Linked DNA regions of Anas platyrhynchos: region 2 is linked to region 1. A link is a contact called in public Hi-C data. All regions are on one chromosome and are shown on one strand. Each heading gives the region's core, a stretch centred on a gene start, on an enhancer-like site or on the middle of the called end of the contact. The rest is flanking DNA. Distances are from core to core; before and after follow the strand shown.

What was found. A called contact is a pair of places that touch in the nucleus more often than the background predicts.
Region 2: a contact with region 1 is called in a Hi-C map of skeletal muscle, with 3 times the contacts expected there. The contact joins two enhancer-like sites. A contact is called at or near these places in 2 of 8 Hi-C or Micro-C datasets (liver and skeletal muscle).

Annotation. Positions count from the first base shown.
Region 1 is chr13:10,336,560-10,344,279 of IASCAAS_PekinDuck_T2T, forward strand. No RefSeq gene overlaps it. Among named protein-coding and RNA genes, the nearest start is that of XPC, 66 kb to the right of the region's middle. Within about 2 kb of position 3,617, at least 4 of the 8 cell types and tissues checked have an H3K27ac peak or open chromatin away from gene starts, as enhancers often do.
Region 2 is chr13:10,376,692-10,384,411 of IASCAAS_PekinDuck_T2T, forward strand. No RefSeq gene overlaps it. Among named protein-coding and RNA genes, the nearest start is that of XPC, 26 kb to the right of the region's middle. Within about 2 kb of position 3,125, at least 1 of the 8 cell types and tissues checked has an H3K27ac peak or open chromatin away from gene starts, as enhancers often do.

The DNA.
Region 1 (7,720 bases), core at 2,367-4,866:
GCACTGGAGCCAGAAAAATCAGTGTTTTTAATTGCCCATTAGGCCTAAGTATTTCAGAAGAGCAGTCACACAATAATCAAGATCTAAAGGACATTCCTTCCTTCAATTTATCTCTAAGGCCTGTCTTGAAATTCCCCATACATCTAGGGCTTGAGGAGTAGCCTGATGGTTAGAGAAGCACAATTGGTATCAAAAAGCCTGATACTTCTCAGCTTAGTATCACTGTCCCTATGTAAACGTTTTGTGTTGCATTTGGCTGAGCTCCTGAGATGAATCCCATTTTGCTCTCGCCACCCTCTAGGTACAGAAGCAGGTTAACACCTCACAAGTTTTCTGGAAGCCTTTGCCAGCCACTGCATACACTGGCATTTGCAAATCCACATGTCGAGATGGCGCAACATTTCATGCAGAAAACTGGGCAGGACGTAATCCCAAATAACTGGGCTCACCTAAAAGACACAGGGAGCCTTTAGAGAGGACCAGCAAGCTGCCTCGTGACCAGCCACGTGATGACCATGAGCATCCTGATGCCACTGATCAGAGGACAAACGGAGGAGGCAGATATGGGTTGCTGCCCTGGGAGCCTTGCAGGGACTACCCGTGCCGCAGTGTGGCAGGACTCGCCACATGCCAAGGCAAACCTGCAGCCAGCAGAGCCAACACCAGCAAGCCAATGCAGTTTGGAAGAGGAAAGGATGCCAGGGTCTGGGTATTCCCAGTACCAAGCCTTTGCAGCTGCCTCCCTGTCATTTGCTCTGGGTTAAAGCTGGCAGCTGCAAAAACATTCTGCGAACTTGCTGTTCTTGCAGGGTTTTGTCACTCAGGTCCAGCATTTGGCTGGACTCGGAGGAAATTGCAGACTCTCTGTTTTCAGCACGGGTACTGAAATGAAAAGCCACAGCTAGAACAGCTGCTTCCTTCAGCCTCCCTGACCCCGCGGGTGGAGACCAAAGTGAGTTGCTTCCCCTGTGATACTCACCAGCTCAGAGGGCAGCCCTCACACACGCTATTAATTCTTAATAGAGAGGAGGACCTCTGAAAAGTCCTCAGGTAAAGCTGGTGGAAATCCAGAAAATCAAAAAAAGTGAGGTTTCAGCAACTATTTTTTTGGTCTGCACAAAAATGAAATTGCAAAATGTGTAAATCCTCCCTTGGAAAATGAGTTTAACCTTTAACGAGAAGAGACCCTATCCCAGGTAAGTGCCTTTGTGGCTGGGCACAGAAACCCAAGATGCTGGAGCTCTTGTGAATTCAGCTATAGCATTATTCTTCCAGCTCTTTGCGAGGAAGATGTCCCAGTGGTTCAAGGCAGGGAATGCCCATCCCACCGTGGTGTCTGGAGCTCTTTGCTTCTCTCCTCCCCTCCAATGTGCGACCGAGCAGAGATGGAAACTAGGCCTTGAGGTCTTCAGGTGGGAACATGTTTAGAAAGAGTGGGGGGTATCTTGGGTACTTTCAGATCAAATGAGGAAGTGAGGTTTATTTGATCCCTTATGTTAGTTGACCACTCGCTGAGGGCAGCAGGCTCAGAAGTGAGTCTTCAGTTCACCCAAATTCTTATTCAGCTGCTTAAATCCTTAGCGGTTAATCTGACAGCACGCAAGCAAGTCAGAATAGGATGGGAATGAAATCCAGGCTCCGTGTCTCAGGGCTCCGTCTACCACATTGTCATTCCTCACAGGTATATTGTGTGACTCACATCTACAATGCCAGAAATGAACCCACACATCCCAGGGAAGGAGGGATGTTCCCACACCCTCTGTGACCCAGTGTTGCTCAGAATTTCAGTCTCCCTAGGAGGGGAGGCAAGGAGAGGCAATAGGGACAACTGGCCAGGAACAGTCCTCATGCAGCATAGAAAAATCCTTTGAGAAAATGATCAAACATCATCTCGGAAATAGATGATTTACTTTTACTGAATAGCCACTCCAGAACGGCCCTCTTCTGAAAGTTGAAAACTTCTCTAGTTTCCAGGTTAAACATCGATTTTCAGTAGAATATAACAATATTCTTGGCCAGTTCATCCCCTTCTATTTCCTTGCCAAAGTTGATCTTCAGCTTGAATAGGTTCTAATACCCTGGTCCTGCGTTGCCAGAACAATTACATCCCCTCTTGGCCTCATCTTCTTAGGCATAACAAGAAAAGGTTATTTCAACATTTTCAATGATAGCTTCTCTACTGGGACCAGTCTAATAGACCATTTCATTTCCATTTGATTTGCTGTTTCTCTTCTGCATTGACAATTCTGCCCAGCTTTGTGTTTTCACCAGATTTCACTGGGATACTTTTATACATGTCATTCATGAAACTTAAGATAGGCATTAAGTTTTCCTTTGAAGAATTGTACTGGTAACTTCCCTCCAGGCCTTTTCAACATTACCCTCTGTTCTCTCCCATTCAGCCGGCTCCTTTCCCATTTTTTCGCTTTTGTACTCCCCAGCTTCTCCAGCTCTGCAAAAAATTCACCATCATGACTTTACACCTCTGCTGTTTCACTGAAGTCTAGACAGATGTGATCCACCACATCTCCTTTGTCTAGACCTGACGAAGTAAAATCATGAGGTTAGTCAGACATGATTTATCTGTGATAAACGCTTTTATTTTATCCCACTTTTCCTTTACTTGCTTGTCTTTAATTACTGTTTTCTTCAAAAACTGTTCTAAATGCCTTATGAGCTACCGCAGTCTGACTGATAATTTTGTAGATTGATTCCTCTTTCCATCTCAAGTATTTGTGTTATGTTTTCTATTCTATAATCACACAGTACTGCCTTTAACTTGATGGATTAATAATTAAAAAACAAACAAACAAACAAACAAAACCATGTAATTTTTGTATCAGGTCTCTCAGAATTTGACGTTGGAGATTATTCAGTCCTCCAGCACAAGCCATTTAAATACTCTGTGGTTCCTGCCACATTCAGTATCTTCAAAAGGCACCTATGTCAAATTTGGGTCATCCCTAGACTGTAAATTCTAATAATCCCCATCATTCCTTGTGCACATGTAGATCGTGTCAGGTATCCACTTAAAAAAAAAAAAATACAGCCCTCATTTCCCGCAGAAAATCACTGTTACTGAGTCTGCTAATCTTTGACTTCCCTCCTCAGCTGTCACCCTTGTATTTTTTTCCTCCTCTCTGCATTCAAAATAAGAAGGCAGAAAAAAATCTTTGCAACAAACTTTGCTGACTGTTGGCTCATATGCACTTAGCTCACCCACAGCAACTTATAATTAAGAGAGAACTGAGTAACTCCTACAACGAGCAAAAGAAACTGATTCTGATTATCCACCCTGATGTCTGAAAGGAAAGAAATACTCTGGCTGCTGGCAATGCCTTCCCAGAGCGCTTCTGGACTGTGTACAGGCAGTTCATTTTTAGCTCTATAAGTTGGAACCAACATTATATTAGATTACTGCATGATTTCAGCTATATGTGCAATAATGTCCAGAAAAGGTCCTGAAGAGAGCCATGTAAATCATAGCAGATAAGCTCAATCTCCCTGTTTTAATTCCAGCTACGGGATCTTTGAGAACACCCTGTCCCTTTCCCTACTTAGAAACCTTATTAGTAAGTGGCCTCCGCTCAGTTCAGATGTGTTTGTTGCCAGATGTCTCTGCAGGCAAGATTGCTTGCTAACCTCATTCTAATAATAAATATGAACACTGCTTTCACAATACCTTTCAGCATGGGAATTCAAAGTGTTTTAAATATGTTGAACATTTTAGCAGTAACAAAGAGCAAATTATGTATATTTTGTTTCAGCTGTGTAACAGCAGATGAAAACCCTGGGAAGAACTTAAATACAACACGATGGCTTTGCCTTTCCAACAGATGACAACATATGTAATATCTCTGATGACAAACCTGATCTTTAATAGCTTTTTAAGAGTTAATGGTGGTGCTGTTGAGATCCCCTTTAGCCAACAAGGATGGCTCCCATACAGCAGTTTGTATTAATGTGCTCTGTGCAGCCACTAAATAACACATCTCCACCTAAACACAAGAAACCATTCCCTTGGATTCTGTGAATCGGAGTTTCATTGCTTTCCTGCTAAGTTTTTACTTAACATACAGTCAATTTGTTAAATTGCTGTTTGTTCCTTGGATATATCCAAGAGATGCAGGGAAGATCAAGAACCAGTGGTCATCCTGCGAAGCAGCCTCATTGCTCACTGCTGGGCTTTTCTCCCAGTAACCATCCTACCCGCAGCGCTGCTCTGCTCCTGTAATGATCTTGCTCTGAGTTCAGCTGCCTTCAACATCCTTGAGTCTTGTGGTGAAAGCTTGGCTTCTGCAAGTTTTCCTTATCCTATAGAAAATGTGATGGGAGTGTGACAGAGCTCTCGTGGCCCTCCTAAGCACGCGTGCTGCCTGTGATGACAGGTTATCTAGGTGCTGCCCACAGCAGAACTACTCCCTCTCCTGAGGAGATGTTCTGCATCTGGAGCTGAGCCATCCATGGGATTAAATCTTTCTTTGCAAAGTGCCTGTGCCTAATTCCTCCTTGTGAGGAAAAAGACGTGATGTTTCAAATAAACCAGCCAGCTCCTCTCTGCTGGAGGACAGTGTCTGAACGAGGGGCAGCCCCACGCCCATCACACCAGAAGCTTTTCATATTAGTTAACACTTTGGAAACAGCTCAGGTTATTTTTCAGGCACCACAGCACTCGGTATCAGTGAAACTCCTTGGTTGCTGAGGGGAAGAAGATCAGAGCCCTGGTCCACATAGCCACAGGCAGGACTCACGAGGCTGCCCGGGCTCCTGGGTGTGCAGCTGGGAGCTCTGGAGCCCCACTTCAGCGTGTGGGAGCTACGCGGGAGCTGTGGACCCTCAGTGCCTGCCCGGCTTTCTGCCAGTCACACTAGCAACCAGGCACGGATCCAGGGGAATTTAGCCTGTATTTCAGCGGGAATCTATTCATTTAGATGAAACAAAGTTTGTTTGTTTTCAGTTAATCATTGCTTTCTGATGAAGAAAACATTTTGTCAGAGCATTCCCAGCAAACTCCGCTCACGATTCACTTTCCAGATCTCAGCAGCGAAACCCAGCATCAGCTCAGATGCCCTTTCCCACCTCGGCACGCAGAGCTCCCTAACAACGTGTGCTCCTGCAGGGGCCCTCCGAGGGCACGCTGACCTTGCTGCAGCTCAGCGGGACTGCAGCACGCAGCACCCACGGGGAGGCCTGCTTTAAAACTGGGTTGTGGTTTTGCTTCTCTATCTCATTTCTTCGCTTTTTCTTCTCCAGCATTTATAACAAAGTCCCAATACTTTATCTTCTCTTTCGTCTCCCTTCAGCTTGGTTTTCAGTCCCAGAAGTACAGTGCATGGCTGGTCCACTCTTCTCCGAGTTGGTTGCAGAGCTCAGAAGTCCCGAAGCGTTGGCAGCTGCCACCATTCTGTCACAAGACCCCAAAACCTGCTGCTTTTCATACAGCTCCAGTAACTGACCCATGATAAACAAATTTTCACTTTTACATTTGTTCCATCATGGTAGTAGGAAAAAGATTTCAGTGATTGAATGGGAAAAAAAAAAAAAGAGAGAAAAAAGAAAACAGAAAAAAACTCTAGGTCTTGAGCCTGTTAGTCAAAGTAAGACCTGCAAAGGTCTCAAAGACAGGAGCTTCTTACACTTTTGTGCAAATAAGCAGATGGCAAAGGAGAGAGACCCTTTTAGTTCTCTCCAAGGGAAAGTTGTGGCAGGGTTCAAACCATATTAGCCATGAGAGAATCCGCACAGGCACCCAGCCACAGATGCAAATCCAGTAGGCTCCAGCAGTTTTCTGCTTACGGAAAGACCTGCTGTCCACTTCAGGATCTTGAACTCAGGCTGCCCATGGTAGGTTGCTGAATTCTTTAATAAGCAGAGCTTTTTGTTCAGCTATGTATCAGACACTTAACAAAGGAAGATACTAATACAATCAGAAAATATAAACTGAATATAACTCGCCTCCTCTCTTGGGGCTGATGTTTTTTCTATCTACTAGTTCTCTGGTTGTCCTCACTTTTCCATGAAATATAAGATATGCAGGGTGTGAGTTGCCAGTATATGGTTAAAACCCTTTTAAAAATCAAAAGAGCAGTATATTTCTGTCTTGACTTCACTCCACAAAGGGGAAAGGGAAAAAGAGGCTGGAACCTATTCTTTTCTTTAACACCATCCTATGGAAACACACAGCCAGCCCCATGGCACTTGTCAGTGCAGACCCATCACTTTACACTTTGCAAAGATTTGGTGCTGTGTGTTTTGCCCCTTGAGTGTGGGAAAACACCATGGGGGAAAAAAAATGCTGGTGCTTTCCATTTCTTGCATTAATCCGCTCAGCCTGCAGCATTATCATCATCATTCATACAAAATGATAACAAACCCAGCCATCTGCTGAAAAAGCTCAGGCTGGCCATAAATCCACTGGGTCTCTTAGATTTAAAAAAGGGGAACACGCTTCAAAGCAAAGAAGCTCTTACGCAATGCCAGCCCCATCCCTGGGAGTGCTGAAACATTTAATCACCTAAGGAGGGGGAGATGCACCGAGGCTGGGGAGCCCTGGGTCCATGTTATTTATTCCTCTTACATAACCTCCTGCATTATTTGTTGATTGAGTGGTGGCTTTTTTTTTTTTTTTAACTGAATTTGTCCCTCAGTTGCCAAAAGAGCTTAGTGCTAAATTGCAGCCCTCCCCAAATGAAAAGCAAACCTCGCCCACAAGCAAAAACAAAACTCCATCACAGATTGAGATTTTTTTTTTTTTTTTATCTAAAACAAACAACCCCCAGGAACAACCCAGGAAAGAAGGTACAGCAAGCAACGGGCACCTTGCTGACACAGAAAATGAGAGCTGGCCTGGCAGGACAGAAGGACAGAGCTCCCCCTCTCCCACAAACCTATGCGGCTGCAACCATTGCTTGAATCACCTGCTACATATTTTCTTTACCCTCCTGCAGGGAAAATGTTTTATTGATAAGGCCTCTCCTAGCCTTGTGATTACCCCCCTAGGGCTGAGTGAGATTTGAAGCTGGTCAGCTTGACATCATGTCTAGACGGTCTCTTTCGTTGGCAGGCACTCAGTGCACCTGAGAACAGACCGGCGAGTCCAATAATGTGCAAAACCGGGCAGGAGGAACCTTTAGGGGCATTTTGGACACAATGAGGAGACTGTGTGCACTGAGATGCTCACGTACGTCCATACCACACCACATACATCGTCCTCTTGTGTGAGTACACGCACAGCTGTGCCCCGTCCTGTCCAGGAGCCCAGCAGTTTGACAATTAAAGCACTCTCCGTGTTTCCAGCAAGCACACACGCAAGCACAGCCACACACACAGCAACAAGGCTGCCCCTGACGCAGATGCAGATGCACAGTATCAGCAGGGCACCCCCGACCCCTGAGCCCCTGGGCAGTGACTGGGCAGGGAGACAGTCCCTGTGGGGGTGACTGTCCCTGTGCTGCTTTGTGTGTGCTGGGGACACCGCACCTCCAGCCCTCTGCTCCCTGCCTGTCGCATCGTAGCTGAGCTGCCTGGGCTATCCCCCTGCGCTTTACAACCTGATGCTTTCAGGCAGCCAACATCAGTACTGGTTCACCTTAAAACAAAGCAGCTGTGGACCAGTTTCACAAAGCTGGAAGGGGAAGGCACAGTATCTGCCTTAGAGTGAAAAGCACAGCCCCTTGTACAGCAGACCCCTGGGTACACGGTGCCCATGTGTAGGTGCCTC
Region 2 (7,720 bases), core at 1,875-4,374, 40 kb after region 1:
AAGATTAAAAAATAAATGCTGGACAAATAACTTTTTAATTCCCTCTGCAAATCTACTGTGCAACTTTTGGACTCTGACTAGGTCTCTTTGTTCCCAGCATCCGCAGAGACTCTGCAGGCAAAAGCAGGCTTTCAAAGCCAGTCATCCAGTTCCAACTCCTTGAAAATAAATCCTCCTGGTACCTCGGTGGAACCGATCACAACTTAATAAGAAGCATCCTAAAGGAGGAATTCTGTCCAATTCTCTATATGCTACTTTGTTTTTTAAAGAAAGAAGAGGGCAAAGAGCAGAAAAAAATGTGTTTGCTTTTACCAAGCCCATAATTGTGACTCTGCCCAGAAATCAGCTGGGAGAGAAGACCCCATTTTGATGTCTCCCTTTCAAGAGATAGCTGCGTTTTACCTGAATACAGCTCCTCACTCTAATTTGTTTTCCTTGCAGTTGCTCTCCGAATTATATCTGAAAACCAATCTCAGAACTCATCGCCTACACATATACACACACACCCTCAAAAGGAAGATAGGCTCAGCTTTCAGTAACCTTTACCCACCGATACCCCATGTTCATTGCCACTGCTGGTGTTCTCCCCATCAGATTAGGGTTACTGAAGACTGGAGAGTGACATTTGCTGTTTGGAGAACACCACGCAGGTAGCGGCAGTGCCACTTACCTCATCTTCCTACCATCTCCACTGATTTGGATCTAGATTGGATTGCTTTAATTGACTAATATTCCTATTATCTTAGGAAAACGTTTTCGTTGTGGCATCTATTCTGTACCTTTTACAACGGTCGCCGTTGCCAGCAGTACAACACACACAAACAGCGCCTTTACAGGTGCACGGAAAGTTCAGACTAGTCATGAATTACAGCTATGAATGGGAATTAAGTAGAACATTCCTTTCTAAGTACTTAGGAGTTGGCAATGGAGGCTTCATTTAGTAACAAAGGTATTAAGCCTGAAGGATTTGGCACTAATATGGAGCTTCTTTCTGGGACAGAGATGATTTTACTGAAACATTTGATAATTGTACTTATTATAAGCAGGGGCTGGTAGCATCAATTATTACAAAGGTTGCTTGACACTTCCCATTCATTATAAAATCCTCTTTTCAATTGCTGAAAACATTGCCAACCTTTAACTATCCAGGCTGAAATTTTCCATGCTGAGTGCCTCTCGTTGGCTGATTTATTTACTTTAAGGGAAATTTTAGCCAAAACACTCTGCCTTTTCCAAGAATGAAACTGGAGAAAAATACATTGCTTTGGCTATGTTTAAAACAAAATCTGGAAATCTCAACACTTCCCAAAAGATCCTGAAAAAGAGAGTTTTCATTGTGAGTGTGTCCTGTGTTGTTCCTGTGAAACTCAGAAACTGTGTTTCAAAAACTTTGAACAGCATTTCTTGAAGGGGGAAAAAAAATCCATTTTCACTGCAGATCTCTATTCCCTGGCAGTATCTACATGGGAACGGGTGGGTGCAACAAGGAAATTTTACCTCTAAGCTGAGCATGCAGCATTCAAGACTATGTTGTTGGAGTTGTTGTGTTTGTGTTTTGTTTTGTGGGGGTTGTTTGTTTGTCTGTTTTTTATTCTGTGCACTCTTACTCCCATCCCTTTGAGATACATCCCAACATTAAAAGGCAGGGGAAGGACCAGGACTGCCCTGAGCTTTTAATACCCACCTTGCTACCAAGCTGGTAGTACCAATAGTTAAACTGTCTACATGCAGAAGGTAAAAAGCACAAGCCTACTAGGAAGAGAAAGAAACTGTCTGAAAGAGAGTTTGGTGAGGTGAGGACTGCAGGATGGGCAAAAAGGGAGCACAGGGCTGTTTTGGTGTAGGAACTGGGGATAAAGGGAAGGGGGAGAAGACACAGCTGTTGGGACTGAGAGGCCAGCAATGCACTGAGTGGAGCTTCAGAGCAGATAGCAGTGCTGGAAACCCAGGTAGGTCATTTACACCGAGTAACTTGGGCCTAGTGAGGATATTCCTCTTCAGGTCCCTCCACAGTTAGTGAAGGAAGGACTTGCTGCACTGGCTTGCTGGTCAGGTTTCTGGAGAAACCCTTCTCACTAGAGTGAGCTTCCAGAGGGCGAAGCTAGACTCTGTGAAAGAGTCTGTGCAAGGGTGACAGATGGTTCATTTCCAGGGTTCAGCTGCAGAAAGGGGCTTGAGGATTCAGCTGTGAGCAAAGGAATCAAGTCTCTTCTTTGGGTGCTACTAAGTCTAGGTCTCTGTTCAAGATGGATGAAAGCTGCTCCTGCAGAACTGGTCGCTACCCTAGCCTCCAGCACAGTGTTTGTGTGTGTTGCCAAGCAAATTGATTAATCCACATTTTTGCAGCTTGTTAGTCATCCTCTTAGGGACCCAACAGGAGACCCTAGAGTCTGATCTGCAAAACTGCTGAGCACTTACAGCTAGAACTGAAACTGGTAGGACCTATGCTCTGAATATAGAAAATGTTTTGCAGTGCTGTGAACTCAAAAAAAAAAAAAAAAATCAAGTCCCAGACAGTCAAAAATCTTTGGCAATGTTTTCACTTCATCTTCATATCTCCGCCTGCCATCTGTGCAAGTGGGGGTGCAGTATCCCCTCACTTCATTGAGGCATTGTGAAAATAGGTTATTTCATGTCTGTGAAGCACCCAGATACAATAACGATGACTGCTGAAGGAAAGCTCCCAAGGAAGTTAATAATTCTATATTGAGAAAAGGCTTTGAATAGTGTGCAGCAAATAAGCCATGGGGTACACACTGAACAATGAAGATAAAAGAAAATATTTAATAGTTGTTCACTAAGTGAACAGTATCCGTCCTGCACTTTAAACAGAGCATACATTTATAGTATGTGAGCCTGCGATTAAAGACAATGCCATAATGCATACACCCAAAGGCTATAATGAATTTGCAGCAACAACTTAAATTCTTGCATTTCTCAAGTTTTGAGTGTTTGGCTTAGCCACTTTGTTAGAACGCCAAATTCTCTTAATTTAGCTACACACAAAAAGGGGCATAGATCAATAGAGATTAGAGAGGGGGATGGGTTCCAGAACTGGCTCAACACAAAGTCCAAGGGTGTTTGAATTCAGTTCATATTAGAGAAGAAAGCTGACCACAGCTTTTTATCTGGATCCAGATGTCCTTGAATTTCAGGGCTAACCAAGCCTCAGTTCTGCTTTGGCACCTTCTCTGCTGTGATTTTGTTCTCCTGAAGTTGGGAGGGTGCTGCTGTGGACCTCTTCCTTATCTTGACCTTTATAAACATTGCAGTACTAATCCTGCCATTAAATTCTACTTATTCTTGGTAAGTACTGAGGGCTTTATTTAGCAACATAAAAAAAAATAAAAAGTGTGAGGTAAGTATAGGTCTTCCAAGCAATCTGGGTGGTACAGGACAGAATGTGTTTTTTCCCTGTGAAGCTACAGCCATGGGGTAGGACAGAAGAGGTACATCAGGAGGAGGGGACATCCTTACAGGGCCAGGATGGAGCACAGGAGGAAACCCCATAAAAAGCAGTGGGAATGGCTGTGCCACAGAGAATGGCACAGGAATACCACAAGTGTTTTCTGGGCTTTGTGTTGATCAACACATCAGGAAACTGCATTGAACCACCATCCAACTGCCCATAGGGAATATGGGGAAAGACTTAAAGAGGAGGGAAATGTGACAGTGCAGGTGGAAGGGTCCCTTTCCAAGGCACACAAACCATACACTGCACCTGTTACTGCAGACTGCAGCAGCATCACCCTGATATATGCTTCAGCTGCACTCTGCAAAGCCACAGACAATAAATGGACCAGGTGCCATTTCCCATACCACAGCCAAAGCATTTATGTTTGTGTTGTCATCCAGGCTCTCTGTACTTAAGCTTCCAAATATACAAACAACAGAACAGGCATGAGGTGGGAAGAAAATACTTGGGTCAGACAGAATCACATCATTCCACACATGTATGCTCCAGGAAGGCAGCTTTTACAAAGTCTTTACTCTTAAAAGCTTAAACAAAACGTAAAGCAGCTATAAAATTTTCTTTTATAGAGTAATTTATCCCAAATGTCTTGAAACAAGCCTGGCAACACGGAATATCCTCTGCAACATTTTCCACACAGTATACATGTAATTAAGACCTTTGTTTTAGGGGGGCTGAAAGTATTTTCTTTTATCCACTACAAACTTGTTGACTTTCAGAAAATTATCCGTATGTTTGTTCTTAAGCCCTGAGACAGAAGGTAGAAGCTCCCAATCAACTTGATTTGTTTTGTTCGCTGCTATATGAAATCTCCACTATCTGTCCAGAAACGAGAGAAACAGCATGTCAAAGGAAAAGGGAATTGACATAACTGGGGGAAAAAAAAATGCAAAATAAATTCTAATCTGTTTTTCTCCTCACTGGACTAGCAGCCAATATTCCAGTCTTGGCCACTGGATCCCATTCCCCACGTGAGAACATGGGCAATACTCCTCCCTAATACCTGGGGTGCCACATCCGCTTAATATTCTAATTCATGCTCCCAGGAGGAAAACTTCTGTGTTTTCAAAACAACAGACTTCATTCCAGTCTTTGAGCTACCTGTAAGCAATGATAATTATGTGTGTGTATATATATATCTATAGCATAGATATATATATATGGGGGGAAATCAGAGAAGTCTGCTGTTCCAAGCTGTACACTCGGAACTGCTGCTACAGGTATCACAGCAAAGTTGAAACTCCGTCCTCCCCATGTAGACATTTCCATTGACATGTGGGAATCCTGAATCCTGTTTGTAATCCCAGAACAACCAGCTGACACATTCACAGCACTTCTCGGTGTCTTCTCATTCACAGCATCTCCCTGTGCAGTTAGACAGCCGATCCACCAAGCACCTATTTCATACAGGAGACAGACCTGTTTGTGCTCCCAGTATCATGAGCGAAGCACCCAGGGCTGCAGGACTGGGCACGAGCCTTCTCAGTCTAGCTTTGTACAACACTGTCATCTAGTGGAGGCACGTCTGGAGAGCAGGGAAGGTTGTGCTGGTTGGTATTTTGCAGCACCAGGGAGCTGTAGTGCTAAGTCGCTGGCACGAGGGGGAAAAGCAACCACCCACCTGTAACTAAAAATGAACTTGCTTCTTCCACTTATAAGCCGCCTCAGATGCCAAACAGGAATTCCATGCTGCTTGCTCTTTTTTGATTCACAAACTCCCAACAAACTCACTTTGAAGAGGGTATTAGAGACACATTTACCTCTGCTTTGGATGGAAAGTTTTTCAGAGCAACTGCTGGAGGTCAGCGATGCAACACAAATGATTTCCAGCGCCGGGATGTTCCTACATCATGAATAGGCAGTTACTGAGCTTTGCTGGCCAGAATGGTGCTGCTCAGACAAAATGCTGCAGAAATAAAAACCTGATTTTGTGTAGAGATTGTGTTCTGTGAGACCTTTAGAACATTTTGGAAGTCTAAGAAGGCCTTACTGGCAAAGAGGAGTATTAGCACCCACTCTCCCGTGGTGAAATCACGTTGTGAGGATCCCACTCCATGTCCTTGAGAAGAGTCGTCTGACAAAACATCCAAGTTCATCTCTTCTGCTTTCCAGTTTGAGTAAGCTGCTTGGAAAACCTCATGACACACCTCCTGCTCATTGCCCACAACCCAGCTGAACGTAATGAAGAAGTCAGTGCTTCCTACACCTGAAAGGTTTGTCTGCAGGTGTTCCATGAGTGCAAACCCAAATACAGAAATAAGGCACATTAGAGCATAGCAGTGGCTACCCAATTTGCTAAAAAAGGGGTACTGTTAGTAGAATGGACCCAAAATCTGCCTTCTGTGTTGCTGTAGTTAACAGATCCATATCTACATTTGAGCTAACCTGCAAACCTCATTATCTACACATCACGACTAGTGGTAAAATTAACTGCCCAGAACTGTCTCAACGGAAGTAAAACAAGAAAAAAACACTTCATTATGATACTCTTTATCTAAGTTACAGAGTCCCTTTTCTCTAAATACCTCATTTGGTTTTCAAATGCCAGTTTTATTACACTGATTCCTCAAGGCATTTTAAAGCAGAGAATATTTCAGAATATTTCAGGAACCCCACAAAAAATAAAGCTTGCTTTAACAATAGAAGCTCAAGACGATTTGGTGTTCTTCTCTCCCCTGCTTTTACCCCAGGGAAAGCAGCATTGCTAATAAAACCCACAAATATCAACCCTAAAAATAAATATCTGCTGTTGGTCTAGACAGCTCTGGCTCTTGAAAGAATTTGATCTGGGTGGTAGTTACACTTCACTTTCGATCCATACATGAATTCAGTTCTGGCAAGATGTGTCAGACTTTTATCTTTATATCCTCCCCTGATCCATCCATCAGCATTTACAAAGCAGTCACCGGAGCAGGAACAGTGCTGGAGATTGAAGTCCTTTGTTTATTCACCCAGCAAACACACTGCAGAACACAACAGTGCAAGCTTCTTTACATTACTTTATCATTATTGAACCCCGCCCAAAGAGAAGAAGTTTAAGGGTGAGAAAACATCCTTTTCACTCATCAGCTTATGCTATAAAGTTGTCCACTAGACTCTTTTAAGGTCTCTCAGGGAAGGCAGAATGTGCATTCAAATACCTAATAAAAGATATCATCTCTCTCTGAGTGCCTAGCTTCCATTCTATCCTTAGACCACCATGACTTCAACACAGCTATTACGTTACTATTAAGTAGTAGTCGGGGAGGTATCAATTTTACAAGAGAATACTTGTCTGATGATAACACCACCAAGATCTGGTGAACACTGCTTAATGATGAGATCGAATAAGCACGTCATTTTACCACGCACCTCCTGTGCTGTTCTAGAGCCTGTGTGTGTGTTGACCTCCCACCCTTGAAGAAGCAGCACAGCAGCTTGCTCAGTGGTGAACGGATTTTGTTCTTTCAGCTGAGGGCCTTCACAAAGTCCTGTCCCAAAGCTCCCAGTTCTTGGTGCAAAAATTGGTATTGATGACCCTTTCAGCATCCAAGGCTAGAAAGGTATTCTTATTATGACCTTTTTCACATTTTGATCACAGTGCTGTCCTGTCTTTAGCTTTACTGGCTTCTAATCAGTTGCTGGAAGAGCAAAATTTAAGTGTGCAAAAACTCCTTTTCCTTGAGGCTTTCTAAGGACCATCTTTGCTCCACCATTACTTTAGAAACAACTGCAAAAGGGACCAATCAAAGTCTAAATCCGTCCTTTGTTTCTCCACAAAACTGAATTATTGGATTTCCCAGCAAAGATCTTCATTAATTTCACTTCAAGGAAAGAATTTCAAGGAAGAAATACTATTATTCATTTGCATGCTCTTCTTGCAGGCAGTGACATGCATGGAGCAAAGCCACAGGTCCTGTTACTGCCTTCAAGTTAAGAGGTGAAAAAAGAGGAAACACAAGAAAGAGACACACACAAAGGCACTGCAGTTTCAGAGTTAGAGAGGAATGAGTAATAGATATTTTGTGGGTCACACTACCCTGTAGGACACTTCTGAGTTACTCTTTGAATCCTGAGGCCTCCAGGAGGTCACTTGTTTTTAAACATTCATTTATAGAAAACTTAGAAAACATAGCTCTGAATAAAATGCACCCCATTTCTCTTTCTACATACTGTTGAAGACAGGTTCCAGTCAAGCCAGGATCACTTATCTAGTTTCTGGCTCTGTTGTGAGGCTTTATATCCATGCATAACTTTGCAGATAAAAAA